2 separate regions of the Mus musculus genome follow, and region 1 is linked to region 2. A link is a contact called in public HiChIP or PLAC-seq data. All regions are on one chromosome and are shown on one strand. Each heading gives the region's core, a stretch centred on a gene start, on an enhancer-like site or on the middle of the called end of the contact. The rest is flanking DNA. Distances are from core to core; before and after follow the strand shown.

The links. HiChIP or PLAC-seq counts read pairs in DNA pulled down with a chosen protein or histone mark.
Region 1: a FOXA1 HiChIP or PLAC-seq map of pancreatic cancer cells shows a contact between it and region 2. The contact joins two enhancer-like sites. A contact is called at or near these places in 1 of 39 promoter capture datasets (liver) and 1 of 115 datasets of contacts at active chromatin or transcription factors (pancreatic cancer cells).

Annotation. Positions count from the first base shown.
Region 1 is chr12:112,603,850-112,611,298 of GRCm38.p6, forward strand. It overlaps Inf2 (inverted formin, FH2 and WH2 domain containing), which reads left to right. Exons shown (of 23, transcript NM_198411.2): 7 at 1-4; 8 at 165-1,013; 9 at 1,524-1,669; 10 at 1,945-2,006; 11 at 2,395-2,497; 12 at 3,124-3,209; 13 at 3,646-3,746; 14 at 4,480-4,550; 15 at 4,628-4,735; 16 at 4,999-5,069; 17 at 5,824-5,944; 18 at 6,270-6,434; 19 at 6,613-6,715; 20 at 6,846-7,007. Among named protein-coding and RNA genes, the nearest start is that of Gm30048, 11 kb to the left of the region's middle. Within about 2 kb of position 1,627, at least 63 of the 459 cell types and tissues checked have an H3K27ac peak or open chromatin away from gene starts, as enhancers often do. A contact at or near this core is called in pancreatic cancer cells, where this site is marked.
Region 2 is chr12:111,450,584-111,458,004 of GRCm38.p6, forward strand. It overlaps Tnfaip2 (tumor necrosis factor, alpha-induced protein 2), which reads left to right. Exons shown (of 12, transcript NM_009396.2): 9 at 100-222; 10 at 460-615; 11 at 768-889; 12 at 2,838-4,435. The coding sequence ends at 2,979. Among named protein-coding and RNA genes, the nearest start is that of Tnfaip2, 12 kb to the left of the region's middle. Within about 2 kb of position 4,873, at least 70 of the 459 cell types and tissues checked have an H3K27ac peak or open chromatin away from gene starts, as enhancers often do. A contact at or near this core is called in pancreatic cancer cells, where this site is marked.

The DNA.
Region 1 (7,449 bases), core at 377-2,876, 1.2 Mb after region 2:
GATGGTGAGAAGCTGGGAGGACTGAGGCGTGCCACAGGGCACAACCCGTCGTGAAGACCCCGAGGTCTTTGGCTATGTGGGGAGGCCATGTGGGAGGTGGCCACCCTTTGCCTTGTTTCCATCTCTGGCCCTCTCCCTTGACTCTGCACACTTCCTTCCTGCAGCCCAGGCTTGCACCCTGGAGGAGGTGGTTGAACGACTGCTGTCCATCAAAGGGCGGCCCCGACCAAGCCCCCTGGACAAGGCCCACAAGAGTGTCCAGACCAACTCAGTCCAGAATCAGGGCAGTTCCTCCCAAAACACTACTACTCCCACAACTAAAGTGGAAGGCCAGCAGCCAGTAGTGGCTTCTCCCTGCCAACACGTGGGCAGCATCCAGAGCTCCAGTGTTGACATAGCGCCACAGCCAGTAGCCCTTGAGCAGTGCATAACAGCCTTACCTCTACCTACCCCACCACTCTCCAGCTCCACCCCTGTGCTCCCTCCAACCCCACCCCCCCTGCCAGGCCCAGGGGCCACATCTCCCCTTCCCCCTCCCCCTCCCCCTTTGCCTCCCCCTTTGCCAGGCTCAGGGACCACATCTCCCCCTCCCCCTCCTCCTCCCCCTCCCCCCTTGCCACCCCCTCTGCCAGGCTCAGGGACCATATCTCCCCCTCCACCCCCACCCCCACCTCCCCTACCAGGTACAGGGGCTGTGTCTCCCCCACCCCCTCCGCCACTTCCATCTCTGCCTGATTCCCACAAGACCCAGCCCCCGCCCCCACCCCCACTCCCTGGCATGTGCCCAGTTCCTCCCCCTCCCCCACTACCCAGAGCAGGCCAGATACCTCCACCTCCTCCCCTGCCTGGTTTCTCTGTCCCCTCCATGATGGGTGGTGTGGAGGAGATCATTGTGGCCCAGGTCGACCACAGCCTGGGCTCAGCCTGGGTCCCCAGTCACCGCAGAGTGAATCCACCCACACTGAGAATGAAGAAGCTGAACTGGCAGAAGCTGCCATCCAATGTGGCACGAGGTGAGCCCCTCCCTGTTCCAGCCCAGCCTCTGAAGAGGGTAGGTACATACTGGTACATACTGGTCATTCTCCCTACGAGTGTCCACCGTTCCTGCGCCTACCTTTGCTTAGCCAAGGCAGCCAGGCCCTGTCAAGGCTTCGTTCCTACCTGTCTTACATGGGACTAAAGGCCACCTCAGAGGATATAGTCTCATCCAGTACACAGCCCTGTGGGTCATAGGTGTCTGCTGCTATAGGCCCTGCCCTGCCCTCTCTAAGGTTCTCTGCACAGTGGCCTAGGTGTTAGGTGCTGAAACCGACAGAAGGCAAGGCAGGGAGAGACCTGGTCACCTGCCAGCATGGACGTGTGTGCCCACACATGTGTACATAGCGTGGAGGGTGGATGATGCATTCAACCCCGGCTGGGCTCCATGCACGTCCTGTTCAGTCCTCAGAGGCCTCGCTTGGCCCAGCTGGAGCCCCAGGCCCGCAGTAAGCATGGGTTTCAGCAGAGCCTTGCCTGCCCCGCAGAGCGCAACTCCATGTGGGCCACACTGGGCAGCCCCTGCACAGCCGCAGTGGAGCCCGACTTCTCCAGCATTGAGCAGCTGTTCTCCTTCCCCACGGCTAAGCCCAAGGAGCCCTCTGCTGCCCCCGCCAGGAAGGAGCCCAAAGAAGTAAGACTAATGACAGGGCCTGACCTCTCTCTCCTCCCTGTGTGTGTGTGTGAGAGTATGTGTGTGTGTCTGTGTATGTCTCTGTGTGTGTGTATGTGTGTCTGTGTGTGTCTGTGTGTATATGTGTGTGTCTGTCTGTGTGTATGTATGTATGTGTGTGTCTGTGTGTGTGTGTCTCTGTGTGTGTCTGTGTGTATGTATGTGTGTGTCTGTGTGTGTGTGTGTGAGACATCCTCTGCCCACCCTCCAGATACCAGCTAAATGGGGGTTTCTAGGTCACTTTTCTGGACTCCAAGAAGAGCCTGAACCTCAACATCTTCCTGAAGCAATTTAAATGGTGAGTGAGGGAGTAGTGTTGCTGCCAAACTCAGCCCCAGCCGAGCAGCCAGCTCTGCCCGGCATCCCAGCCCTGCCCAGCAGTGCCCTCTGCAGGCCGGCCAGGTCCATGCATGCTCCATCCCCAGGGCAGGAGGCTGTGGGTAGCTACCATAGTCTTATCTAAGATTCCTACATGCCAGAGTACAAGCGATGCCCAGAAAATCACTGATAGACCATAGACAAGCTGTGGCCAAGTCAAGGGAAGACAGCCCTGCCTCCCAGTTTCCAAACCCTTACCTAAGAGTCCCTCCAGTAGCGCCTCGGGTGCCCACCAGCCACCCCCATCTCTAAGCATGGCAGGAGACAGGGAAATTTCCTGCTTCTTCACCCCTGCCCCCCCCCTCCAGTTCCAATGAAGAAGTCACCAGCATGATCCAGGCTGGAGACACCAGCAAGTTTGATGTGGAGGTCCTCAAACAGCTTCTAAAGCTTCTTCCAGAGAAGCATGAGGTGAGCCGGGGCCCTGATCAACCCCAGGAAGCAGGGATAGCAAAGGCCTGACCCACCTCACCCCAGGGGAGGCCCAAGGCTGGAGCCCCAGACCTGACCCACCTCACCCCGGGGGAGGCCCAAGGCTGGAGCCCCAGACCTGACCCACCTCACCCCGGGGGAGGCCCAAGGCTGGAGCCCCAGACCTGACCCACCTCACCCCAGGGGAGGCCCAAGGCTGGAGCCCCAGACCTGACCCACCTCACCCCGGGGAGACCCAAGGCTGGAGCCCCAGACCTGACCCACCTCACCCCAGGGGAAACCCAAGGCTGGAGCCCCAGACCTGACCCACCTCACCCCAGGGGAGGCCCAAGGCTGGAGCCCCAGACCTGACCCACCTCACCCCGGGGGAGACCCAAGGCTGGAGCCCCAGACCTGACCCACCTCACCCCAGGGGAAACCCAAGGCTGGAGCCCCAGACCTGACCCACCTCACCCTGGTGGAGACCCAAGGCTGGAGCCCCAGACCTGACCCACCTCACCCTGGTGGAGACCCAAGGCTGGAGCCCCATGGCTCTTCATGAGGAGCTGAGGCAGGCAGGTGCCGGTTGGGCAGACGATTGGTTCCTACATGTGGCCCTCCTGCAGATTGAGAACCTACGGGCGTTCACTGAGGAGCGAGCCAAGTTGTCCAATGCTGACCAGTTCTATGTTCTGCTCCTGGACATTCCCTGGTGAGCATGGTGGCCCTGGGATCCTGCTTAACCCGTGAGGAAGGAAAGGTGGAGAGAGCAGGGCAGGAGCCGAGCTTGGGTGAGGGAGGAAGGCAGGGCAGGAAGGCAGCTGTCTCTGAAACAGAGTCCCTAGGGCACTGGGAATGAGTCATCTGGCCTGACGCCTAAGCGTTGCTCCTGCTTCTCAGCCCCTCTCAGAGCAGAGGTGAGACCTCTTATGCCCTGAGGCCAGAGACTTCCTCAGAAGCTCCAGGCATCCTGGGCTGCTACCAAGTTGCCCGGGCCTGACTTCTGTCCTGGGCACAGGCCTAGGAATGTATATGTTCTCAGCCCAGGCTATGGGGACTCTCCCTCAGCCCACCCACCAAGGGCAGAGCATGTTCCCAGTGGCAAGCATGGTGGAACCTCCAGGCCCTAACCCCCTCCTGTGCACCAGCTACCCGCTGCGGGTGGAGTGCATGATGCTGTGTGAGGGAACGGCCATCGTCCTGGACATGGTGCGGCCCAAGGCCCAGCTGGTGCTCACTGCCTGCGAGAGTGAGTGGGGCCCAGAAGCCTACGGGGCTGGGAGGGATGGGCCTTCCACGTGTGTCAGCCCCTGCTGGAGCCATGTCACAATGGCCACGTGAGGTGCCAGCTTTGCCACCGAAACCCATAGTCACCTCTGCTGCTAACACACACACACACTCGGTCCTATACACTCAACTCATTGCACACTTGAATGAGGGCACACACTCCATACCCACAGGAACAGCATGCGTGCATATATATTCATATACAGCCACTCAGACACACAGAGCCACAAGGGTATACATACACTGACAATCATATATCCGCCTTCTGTGAACAAAGAATGGGAGAAACCTGCTTGGCCACAGTGCAGGGACACAGATGGGCTCACTTCTCTCACAAACACAGCACGGGACTCCCCACTCCCATCTCAACCACTGCACTGGGCAGGTCCTCTCTGCCACCCATGGGACAGGGTCCTGAGCACTTGGGGTGGGGGGGTGCCACAGACTGGAAGGAGTTCCTGTAGCATCCCAGAGTCCTCACCCAAAGTTCCTGGTCATGGCCATACACCTGCTGAAGCTGAGGGTCCAGCAGACGTGAACACTGCAGAACGTATCCCCGGTGTCCCTACACCTATGGATGGTGAAGGACCATAATCCCACATAGCCCTGGCCTTGTTTCCTTTCTGGTGCTGGGATGGGCCTGGGCAATACCCAGAGGCCTTGGGCCCTCCTTCAACCCTGCTCATCCATCTTAGGCCTGCTCACCAGCCAGCGGTTGCCAGTCTTCTGTCAGCTGATCCTCAAAATCGGGAATTTCCTCAACTACGTAAGTCAGAGCTGTCCTGTGGCCTGCCTCCCACCGTACCCTGAGAGTCAGGGTGCCTCACTCCCTGTCCCTCACAGGGCAGCCACACGGGAGATGCAGATGGTTTCAAGATTAGCACCTTGCTGAAGCTCACAGAGACCAAGTCCCAGCAGAGTCGCGTGACGCTGCTGCACCACGTGCTGGAGGTGACCTCTGGGGAACCGAGTTGGGTGGGGTGGGGTGGGGTGCTCCCTGTGGCTATCTCTGCTCTGTCCTCAGGCCTATTATTCTTGAGACTGAGCCACAACACTACCTGTCCTCAGCAGGCCTTAGCTACCACCACCCCCATACATGTTGGGACAGGCTCAAGCGTGATGTAGAGGCCCCAGGAGGGTCAGAGGGCTGGTGGGAGTTCTACTCACGACAGGCTCAGGACCAACAGGGATCTTACTGGTACACTGTGTTTCAGGAAGTGGAGAAGAGCCACCCGGACCTCCTACAGCTATCCCGGGACCTGGAGCCACCCTCTCAAGCTGCAGGGTGGGTGTTCCTGCCAACCCAGTGCCTTAGCAGCTCAGACTGATTCTAGCCTCCTGAACAGCAGGGCCTGATAACAGCTAAAGCATAGCCCTGTGCCTCAGGACCACTCCAGAGATGCTGACGCTTATGGTGGGTCAGGACTGTGTCAGCTATAGCTGTCAGCTGTGTGACTTAGATCAGAACATGAGGCCCAGAAGGGTTGGGGCGACTGTCTGGCACAGCCTCTCTACAAAGTGAACTTTCCTCACAGCATAAGCCAGGTCACGCCAGCTCACGATGCAGATGAGGCGCTGAGGCTTGAGAGTGGTGGCTTGGGTCTCACCACCCAGCAAGCAGGCGAACCCCAGGGGCAAAGTCTGTGCTCCCGTGCTCCACTGCATCGGGAACTTTGGGTTCAGTAGCTGCTAGGCCTTAGGGCTAATCAGGCAAGAATGGAAGTGGGCCCAACAGCTTTGCTAAGGCTCCCAGCTATGCCCAATATGACACAGGCCCTATTCTACAACGAGGGACCGACCAACATCTTGACAGGACTGGCTGAGTTGAGTGTCACTAGAACAGGCACCTAAGCATACAGGGTCCCCTCAGGACTGACTAGCTCCTGGAACCTGCAGTGTGAAAAGTGTGAGTGACCCAGGGCCCGTAGTGGGGTGTTTGAAGAGGCCTGCGTAGTCTCAGGGACTGTTCAGGCTCGTTGTGACCGTGTGTCCGCTGATGCCTGATGACCCCACCCATCTCGCCCCTCGGCGCCTTTCAGAATCAACGTGGAGATCATCCACTCAGAGGCCAGTGCCAACCTGAAGAAGCTTCTAGAAGCGGAGCGGAAGGTGTCCGCTTCCATCCCTGAGGTGCAGAAGCAGTACGCTGAGCGCCTCCAGGTAAGCCGGCAGAAGATAGCCCTCCCAGTACATTCTGTGGAGGAACACAGATCCTGGGATGTGCAGGGATGGATAGAACAGTGGGTGGACGAGCAGCTTTGCTGGTGAACACAGGCCAAGCCAAGCGGACAACAGCCCGAATCAGCAGAGCAGCTCCTCTGGCTCCTCTGTGGGCTCCCTGGCCCTAGGCTGAGGCTCCCAGGAACCCCCAGCATGCCACAGACCCTGTTCTACATGCAGACCTCTGCCCAAGGGTCCTGTGCCTAGGGCCACACCAGCATTTGCTTGCGACTCACTTGATGGTGACTGAGATTTATGTCCCCAGGCCAGCATTGAGGCCTCTCAGGAGCTGGACAAGGTATTCGACGCCATTGAGCAAAAGAAACTGGAGCTGGCTGACTACCTGTGCGAAGACCCCCAGCAGCTGTCCCTAGAGGACACGTTCAGCACCATGAAGACCTTCCGAGACCTCTTCACCCGTGCCCTGAAGGTGTGTGGTGGGCCCAGGAGGAGTTAGGTGATGCCTGAGACCGGAGTGGGGTTCCCAGCCAAGCCAGGCAGAATTTGCCCGTTTGTTCCAAGCTGTGGCTAGGTATGCGCCATGTGTCCTTGGTATACCCACTGAGGGTCACTGGGTTGGGTGACGAGGCTCCCGTCTGTCTGAGCAGGAGAACAAGGACCGGAAGGAACAGATGGCAAAAGCGGAAAGGAGGAAACAGCAGCTGGCGGAGGAGGAGGCCCGGAGGCCGAGGGACGAGGATGGGAAGCCTAGTAGGTCTCAGGGACAGGTGGGACCCAGGTGGGGCTGCTGGCCTTCCTCGCCCAAGCCTAGCAGGGCTTGTCCTGGGGTGGCCTCCGGATCTCTGAGCTGCTCTCTAAGGTCTGTGGCTCTGCTCTGCAGTCAGGAAGGGGCCTGGGAAGCAAGAAGAGGTGTGCGTCATCGATGCCCTGCTGGCCGACATCAGGAAGGGCTTCCAGCTACGGAAGACAGCCCGGGGCCGGGGAGACACTGAAGCAAGTGGCAGAGTGGCCCCCGCAGATCCTCCAAAGGCCACAGAGCCTGGTGAGATCTGAGCCTGTGTCCTTCTCCCCACTCCCTCCTACCACTTCTACCCTGCCTCCGAGAAGCTCTCTGGGTCCTGGACCTTCAGGGCCCCTACACACACTGTTCTGGAGACGTTTGGGGGCCTAGGGGGTGGGATAGTAAAGACCCAATTGGCACAACTCTGAAATTGGCCTATGAGAGGACTGTGCCTCTCTTAAACATTGTCATCTTTGGGTGGCCAGGGGATGTGAGGTTGGGGGTCCACTGCTGGACACCCCTGAGTTCAGGGCACTGGAGATATTCAGACAGGCAAACCTTAGGAAGGGTTTCACTACTGGGACTTTAGAAATGGATGTTTTTTGTGGCCCTTTGGATGTCCTCCTGTCCTCCATGTGTGGCCAGACTGAAGATACTGCCTTCCCTTGGTCCATAAGAAACCATGTTGGGGGGCTCCTGAGAA
Region 2 (7,421 bases), core at 3,623-6,122:
GGGACCCTGCTGGTCATGAGTGTCTATGTGAGGGTGTCTGCGCTTAGCCGCCCTTCCTTTCTGGGTGTGACCAGACATCCTGCCTCTCGCCTGTCCCAGCCGCTGTTTAAGAAGTTCACACAGACCCGTTGGGCAAATCCAGTTGAGACCCTGGAGGAAATCATCACTACTGTGAGCAGCAGCCTGCCTGAATTCTCAGAGCTGCAGGACTGTTTCCGGGAGGTGAGGACTGGGGGATTGGAGAAGTCTGGACACCCACGCTGATTAGCAGTGTTTACACCCCACACCCACATGTGTTCACACATGTGCGCAGACATGCAGACACCCGTGCTCACACTTTTGCCTCTATGGACTGGCTGGGTTTCTGCCTTGGAAGCTTCGGTTCCGGGGAGGAGATGGCCATCTCCTAGGGGTAAGTGTCAGCCGGTGGCTCACTCCCTCTGTCATCTGCTTGCCCAGGAGCTCATGGAGACTGTGCACCTGCACCTAGTGAAAGAATACATCATCAGGCTCTGCAAACGGCGCCTGGTCCTCAAGACGGCCGAGCAGCAGCAGCAGCTGGCAAGGCACATCCTGGCCAACGCGGATGCCATTCAGGGGTTCTGCACTGAGAATGTGAGCACCACCCACCCGCCCCCACGCCCCGCCCCGAGAGCCCTGAACAACCCCACAGGGACTCTTCAAGTCTGGGTATCTACTGCTCTAAGTGTCTCCTAGTGTCCCTTGGGAAAAGGGACATCATCCTTCAAACAGCCCTCTTCCTTCAGGGCTCCACTGCAACCTGGCTGCACCGCGCCCTCCCTATGATTGCTGAGATCATTCGCCTGCAAGATTCCAGTGCCATTAAGATCGAGGTGGCCACATACGCCACTTGGTACCCTGACTTCAGGTAAGCACTAGAAGCTCCGAGGAAATGGTTTGCCAGGTCCCCACCATGACCCTGAGCATGCTGGGACTAGAGTCTCCTCATGACCCCCTCAACTGTTAAGGCTCCGCAGTTGAGGTGGGGTTATGATATCTGACCTACACCAGGTGCTGACTTCATGCCAGACACTGTGCTAGGAGCTCAAGCATTCAGCACTCTCAGAGCCCATGAAGGCTGGCACTGCTCATCGTTTGCAGCTGAGGCTTAGGGAGCTGAGGGAACGTGACCAAGTTAGTATAACTTGTCGTGACAAGGGCAGGTAGCATGTTCCCCCACTCACGTGCTGAGCCTTGTGTGATAGCACTGTACAACGAGAAAAGTGAGTCCAGGATTTATCACTCAGCCTGGAGGCGACTGGGTCTTACACCCTCATGTTCCTGTTAAGGTCCTGTCTGAGGACCTGGCAAACCATGGATGGTATTCCTTCCTAGGCCAGGTCCTCTGATATGACAGTTTGAATTAGCCTTGACGCGGGTTGACCTAGCTTAGCCTAGCCCACCTGTGACTGACCCACTCCACCTGTTCACTCATCTGTCTGCATATATTGACCTACACACATGAACAAGCCCCCATCCACCTATCTACTGGTCCATCCACTAGTCTATGTGCTTACCCACTCTCCTATCATCCACATATCTGTCTACCTGTCTACCCACTTCCCTGTATAGATGTCTATCTGTCCTCTGCTTACCCATCTATCTGCTCTTCTGTTGTTCTGTCCATCCTTCCAGTTACCTATCCATCTTCTGCTCACTTACTCCCAACCTATTCATCCATCCATCTGTCCATCCATCCATCCATTTGTCCATCTGCACATCCATCTATCCATTCATCTGTCTACCTACCCACCCATCCATTCATCTGTCCATCCATCCATCCATCTGTCCATCCATCCATCCATCATCCATCCATCTGCCCTTCCATGAAATTACTCATCCATCTGTCCATCTGCACATCAACCTATTTGTCCATCATCCATCCTTTCATGCAGTTACTCATCCATTTGTTCATCCATCTGTCCATCCATCCATCCACCCTATCATCCATCCATCCATCCATCCTTTCATGCAGTTACCCATACATTTGTTCATCCATCCATCCATCCATCCATCCATCCATCCATCCATCTGTCCATCCATCCTTCCATGCAGTTACCCATTCATTCATCCATCTGTCCATCTGTCCATCCATCTGTTCATCCATCTGTCCATCTATCTATCTATCTATCTATCTATCTATCTATCTATCTATCCATCCATCCATTCATCCATCCATCCTTCCATGCAGTTACCCATCCATTCATCCATCTGTCCATCTGTCCATCCATTTGTTCATCCATCTGTCCATCCATCCATCCATCCATCCATCCTTTCATGCAGTTACCCATCCATTCATCCATCTGTCCATCTATCCGTCCATCTGTCCATCCTTGCACCCTTCCATACAGTTACCCATCCATCCTTGCACTCTCTCATCTACCCACCTGTTCACTTATCCCTCTCCTTTGATCCCACCGACAGCCCTTGATTAGTATTCTGAGTACTGGACCCGCTGCTGCTCTATGCTGCAGGATGCAGTGAGGTACTGGGCAAGCAAGGTCCCAGTCCTCTTCCTGTAGCTGACAGCCTGCTGAGGGCTAAGCATGATGAGACGATTGGACAGAAAGAGAAAATTCCAAGTTCTAGTGAATTACAGGGGCTGCTGACCAGAGAGTGCAAAGCCACTTAGAGACATGACATTTAGCTGAACTTAAGAAGACCCAGAGAAGGCAAGGCTACCTACTGGGCAGAGCAGCTGGCTGCAGGTTCTGTGGCCGTGTCTGGAGTCAGGACAGCCATCGAGGAGGAGGAGTGTTTGTGAGCAGGAGTGTTTGTGACCGTGGGGCTGACAGGGTGTACTCTCTCCTTGCCAGCAAAGGCCACCTGAACGCCATCCTGGCCATCAAGGGCAATCTACCAAGCAGTGAAGTCAGGAGCATCCGGAACATACTGGACATCAACACGGGAGTGCAGGAGCCTCCCAGGCCCCTGTTCTCCCTTATAAAGGTTACTTAGCTTTTCTGAAGGTCTGATATGCTAATGAGGCCCAGGGAACACCAGGCACCACACCAGTTGGGGATGCTCAGTGGCTCCAGCTCCATGACCCATCATCAGGCTCCCACATTCTGCTGTTGCTTCTGCCCAGCCCTGGCTCTGGAACAAGATCTGACAGCCAAGATCGCACAGATGATGGATCCAGTGGGGTCCAGACCTCACTGAAGGGAGCTGACATCTGAGCATGCAAGAGATTTCTTGTAAATGATTATTCATCTTGGGTAGAGTGACCTTTGTCTACCTACACTGTAGTCTGCCTTTTAACGGTCTGAGTTGCCCTGTCCAGCTCCCTAGGATCAGGGGTGAAGCCTCATTTATACCATTTCCTTCAGCCCAGGGATGTCATGAGATAGAACTAAAAACAAGGGAAGAAAGAAGAACTAGTATCTGACCCGGGGCCTGGAAGCAGGCCTGTGAAGTGCCCATGACAGAGCTAGACCCTGCAAAGTGTCCCCTGGTACCACTCAGCTAGCAGGACCCTCTTATTCACTCCCCATGGGCTGCCCTGCCCCTCTGTGTGTGTATGGATGTGTTTGGGAAGTGACCCTGGAAGCCTTCGCAGAGCAGGGACCTCCCGGGTTCTCTCAGATCAAATCTTCTTGCATTTAGGAATAAGCCAGAGGCCACCGTCTGGAGTCTGGTGGGAGTGCAGGGGTCTGGCAAGTGCTTTACTGGCTTCCTGTTGGTGCTGTGCCAAACTTCCACGGCAAGTGGGCTTGAACTACCACTTTTCCTTCAGTTCTGCAAATCACAAGTCTATTATCAGACTGAAGTCTAAATGTGGTCAGGGCCCACTGCCTCTGGAAGCCCCAGGGAGAATTGTTTCCTGGTCTTCCCCAGTCTTTAGAGGTTACCCCCATCTTTTGTCTGAGGACCTTGTACCTTCAGAGCCAGGGACAGCTACATATGCTCCTCACACCACCACAGTCTCCACTGGTTCGGATCCCACTGTGACTTAGGATCCCCGTGACTGCAGTGAATCTGCCCAGAGACTCAGCAGCCACCCCATTAACTAACTCCTGTCACCCAATAGTCATTGGCTCTGGGGACCAGTGGGTCCCACGGGGGCTACACTGGAAAACAGCAAGGCAGTTTGCCATCAAGGCACCTGCTACTCCACAGATCCTGCTCCTCTCTAGCCATGAGAGCTCTTCTCGGCACTGGCCCAGCCTTGACTTGTCATGATTCGAGGCTGGGATTTGAAGCTTCTCCTCTGTCCCCTCCCCCAGGTACTTGCTGGAGCTGGCCAGGGTGAGCAGCACACACAGCCTTTGTATTCTTGTAGACGACCGCTTGTTGATGACATTAATATTGTTAATATTATTTTTATAGTGTTGGTTTTGTATGTGTGTACTCAGGACAGAATCCAGAGATTTCTTTTTTATATAGCTTGATATAAAACAGATTTCAAAAGTGACTGTGGAGTGGTTTATTTGGGGAATTGCAAAGTTGGGGGAGGGGCCGAGCTGTTTCTAGCAGCTTCTTCTACCTCCTGTGTCTGCAAACCCTCTCTCTAGTTCTGGTTCACTTCACAGTTCTGGCTTCTCAGCTCCTAGGGTCCAGCCTATAGTACGTTTGCCCCCTTCCAGATATAGACGGCTTCCTTCGCCCCTGCATGTCTCTTTGCCTAGAAGTTGGCAACTGGTCATCCTGAGGCTGTGGGGCAGAGCTGGTGGGAAGGTGAGATATGGGAGGTCATCATGTTAACTCCGTGTTTGGACTCGGTGAACAAGAAGTTCCTGGTTTACGTGCAGTGGGAAGGGCATGACGGCCTCTTCCTCTGCATCCTGGTCTGGACCTAGGATTTGAGGCAGAGCAGAGTCTCTAGGGAATAAAGGAACATGACAAACCCATTCCACAGAGTTCAAGAATTCAGGGGTGTGGTGAGGAATTAGCGCACCCCTCCCAGTGTCCCAGTGAGGGACATGTGGTGCTTATTTGTGTGTGTGTCTGTGTGTGTGTGCGTGTGTGCCTGTCTCTGTGTCTGTGTGTCCTGCTGGAGAACTCCATGGGATGGGGATGGGGTGAATCCTATCATGAAGAGGGAAGACGGGCTGGCTAGAGAGCAAAAGGACAGCTGGGGCAGGATCCCTCGGTGCCACGCCGCTGAGACCAGCTGCAGACTTGTGCCGGTCTCAGGCTCCCTCACAGAGTGCAGGGAACTGGAGTCAGACATTCTTACCATACCTGGGACCTCCCATTAGCGTGAGAGGAGGGATCTTGGCTGAAGAGCAAGAGGAAACTAAGCTTCTGGGTCAGATGGCCACACACCACACTGAGCCCCCAAGTGCCAGGGTGCACACATAGAGGACGGCAGTGCTGGGGTGTCTCCAGTGGCTCCTGGTTCTCTGGGACCGTGAGGACCATGAGGCTCAGCTCCGGTCACTAGCCTAGGTGCCTCGCCTTCTTCACCAGTCATTTCTCCAGGAAAATCCCATGAGAAACAGAATTTGCCCCCAGAAAAGGGAAATGAGTCATCAGGCCTGGGGGCAGAGGTTCTGTACATCAAGCCTGCCGGCTCCCGAATGCTGAGCTGGGGGAGAGGTCACCCTGTATGATCTCACTGCTGTACATCCGTCCACCAGGGCCCACACGGAAGGGCTAATCTCCTCAATGCCCACTGTTTTCCAAGGCCCACACAAACACCAAGTAAAAGAATAGTTAAGGAGAGCTAGCACAGCAGGGTGCCAGTTGAGAGATCAATCGCACAACTCTAGCCAGAGGGGTCTGGCCTGAAGAGAAGAAGGTTGGCTGGAACCCCAGACTTGAGGAGCCCCTAGTGCAGACCTGGACTGGGAGTCACCTGGACAAAGGTGGGCAGATGGAAACTGGGAACAGCCAGGCTGTAGGGTGAAAGGCGGTGGAATTATGGGGTGAAAGCAAGGCCTGGGAGGGGACCCCATGAGGAAGACAGGCTCGAAAGCAGTGCATTAGACAGACCAGGTTCATTCCAGCTGTAAAGGGAGGGTTTAGAGAGTTTGAAGAGAGGATTTAGTGACTTGTGACCTGGAGGAACCCCTCAGGCTCTTGCCTTGAAATGGGAGGCAGAGAAGAGCCCCTGAAGACGTCATAAGGAACACTGATGCTTCCAAGGGGAAGAGGAGTGCTAGGGAAGATTCTGTCTCTGGACAGAGATGGCTTGTGTTAAAGTCAATTTAGGAAGATTCTGTCTCTGGACAGAGATGGCTTGTGTTAAAGTCAATTTATCAGCCTGTGGTCTGGAGAGCTACTCCAGAGGTGAGGAAGGCCTTGGGGGGCTGGGGGGCTGGGAGCCTGGGGAACCCGTAGAGGGACTAAGCCAAACTCAGTCGGAGAAGTCCGCAGAAAGGGATTGTGGCTCCTTACAAGACTAGAGTAGTGAGAGTGCCCTCGGTTAGTTTGTTGGGAACCAGGGCTCCACTCTCGCTGTTCTGAGGACATCATGCTGCACAGCCCTGTGGGGTGGGGTTCGAGACTGGTAGCCAGACCTCTTAATGGCAAGGTCCTTTCTAGGACTTTATCTGAGCCATAGGCCAGCAATTGGGCAAAATGACCAGTCAGCCACTTCCATTGTTGAAGCAAAATGCTGGAAACTCCCAAAGTGCCCATCAGAGGGCAACTGGGATAATCTCAGCACAAGGAAGGTCTGTGTAGCTATGAAGAGGAGGAGGTCCCTCTGTGCTGACTAGAAAACTCAGATCGTATAACAAAGGGAGAGCACGGTACACAACGCTTGTCATCTTCAAACAAATGAAATTGGAAGATAAATATACATTAAACGTGTGTGTTGCTGGAGTGATTTCATGGTGGAGCCCTGTGTAGATGTTGGTATTTTAAACTTAAATGCTTAATTGAAGGAATGAAAGTTCTTGGGGACCCAGGAATGGAAAGGAGCAATGACATTCAGTGTAGGATGGTCCAGCCACTGTTAGTATTTGGTGGGGGCAGGTACACCATAGCCTGAGGTTTTCCCAGCCATGTTCAGTGGCTCAAGTGCAGACCAAGAGTGATGGAGTTGGGTTCAACTATTTCAAGAGATCCTACCAGAGAGTGAGCTAAGTTGAGCTAGGCAGAAGTTCTCATGGAGGAACCATGGGGTCCCAGAAGGCAGGGAGAATGGGACATAAAGGGGTCAGGGAAGCATTGAAGGATGAAGGAGTCGGCCACAGGAGTGAGTAATGGCAGACACAGGATCTGTATGTCATGTATGTCACAGAGGAGAACCCTGGCGATGGAGACCACCATGGGGCTGCTACAGTTGCTGATCAGGACAGAGCTGGGGTGTTCCCTGAAAGTGTGGCTGACATCATTAGGAGCTGAGAGCTCAAGGAACTGGTCAGTATCACATGAATGCTGATGAGAACAGCAGCTGCTGTCCTTTGAGAATTCAGAGGAGGCCAAGAGAGAGGGGAGCAGATGACAGC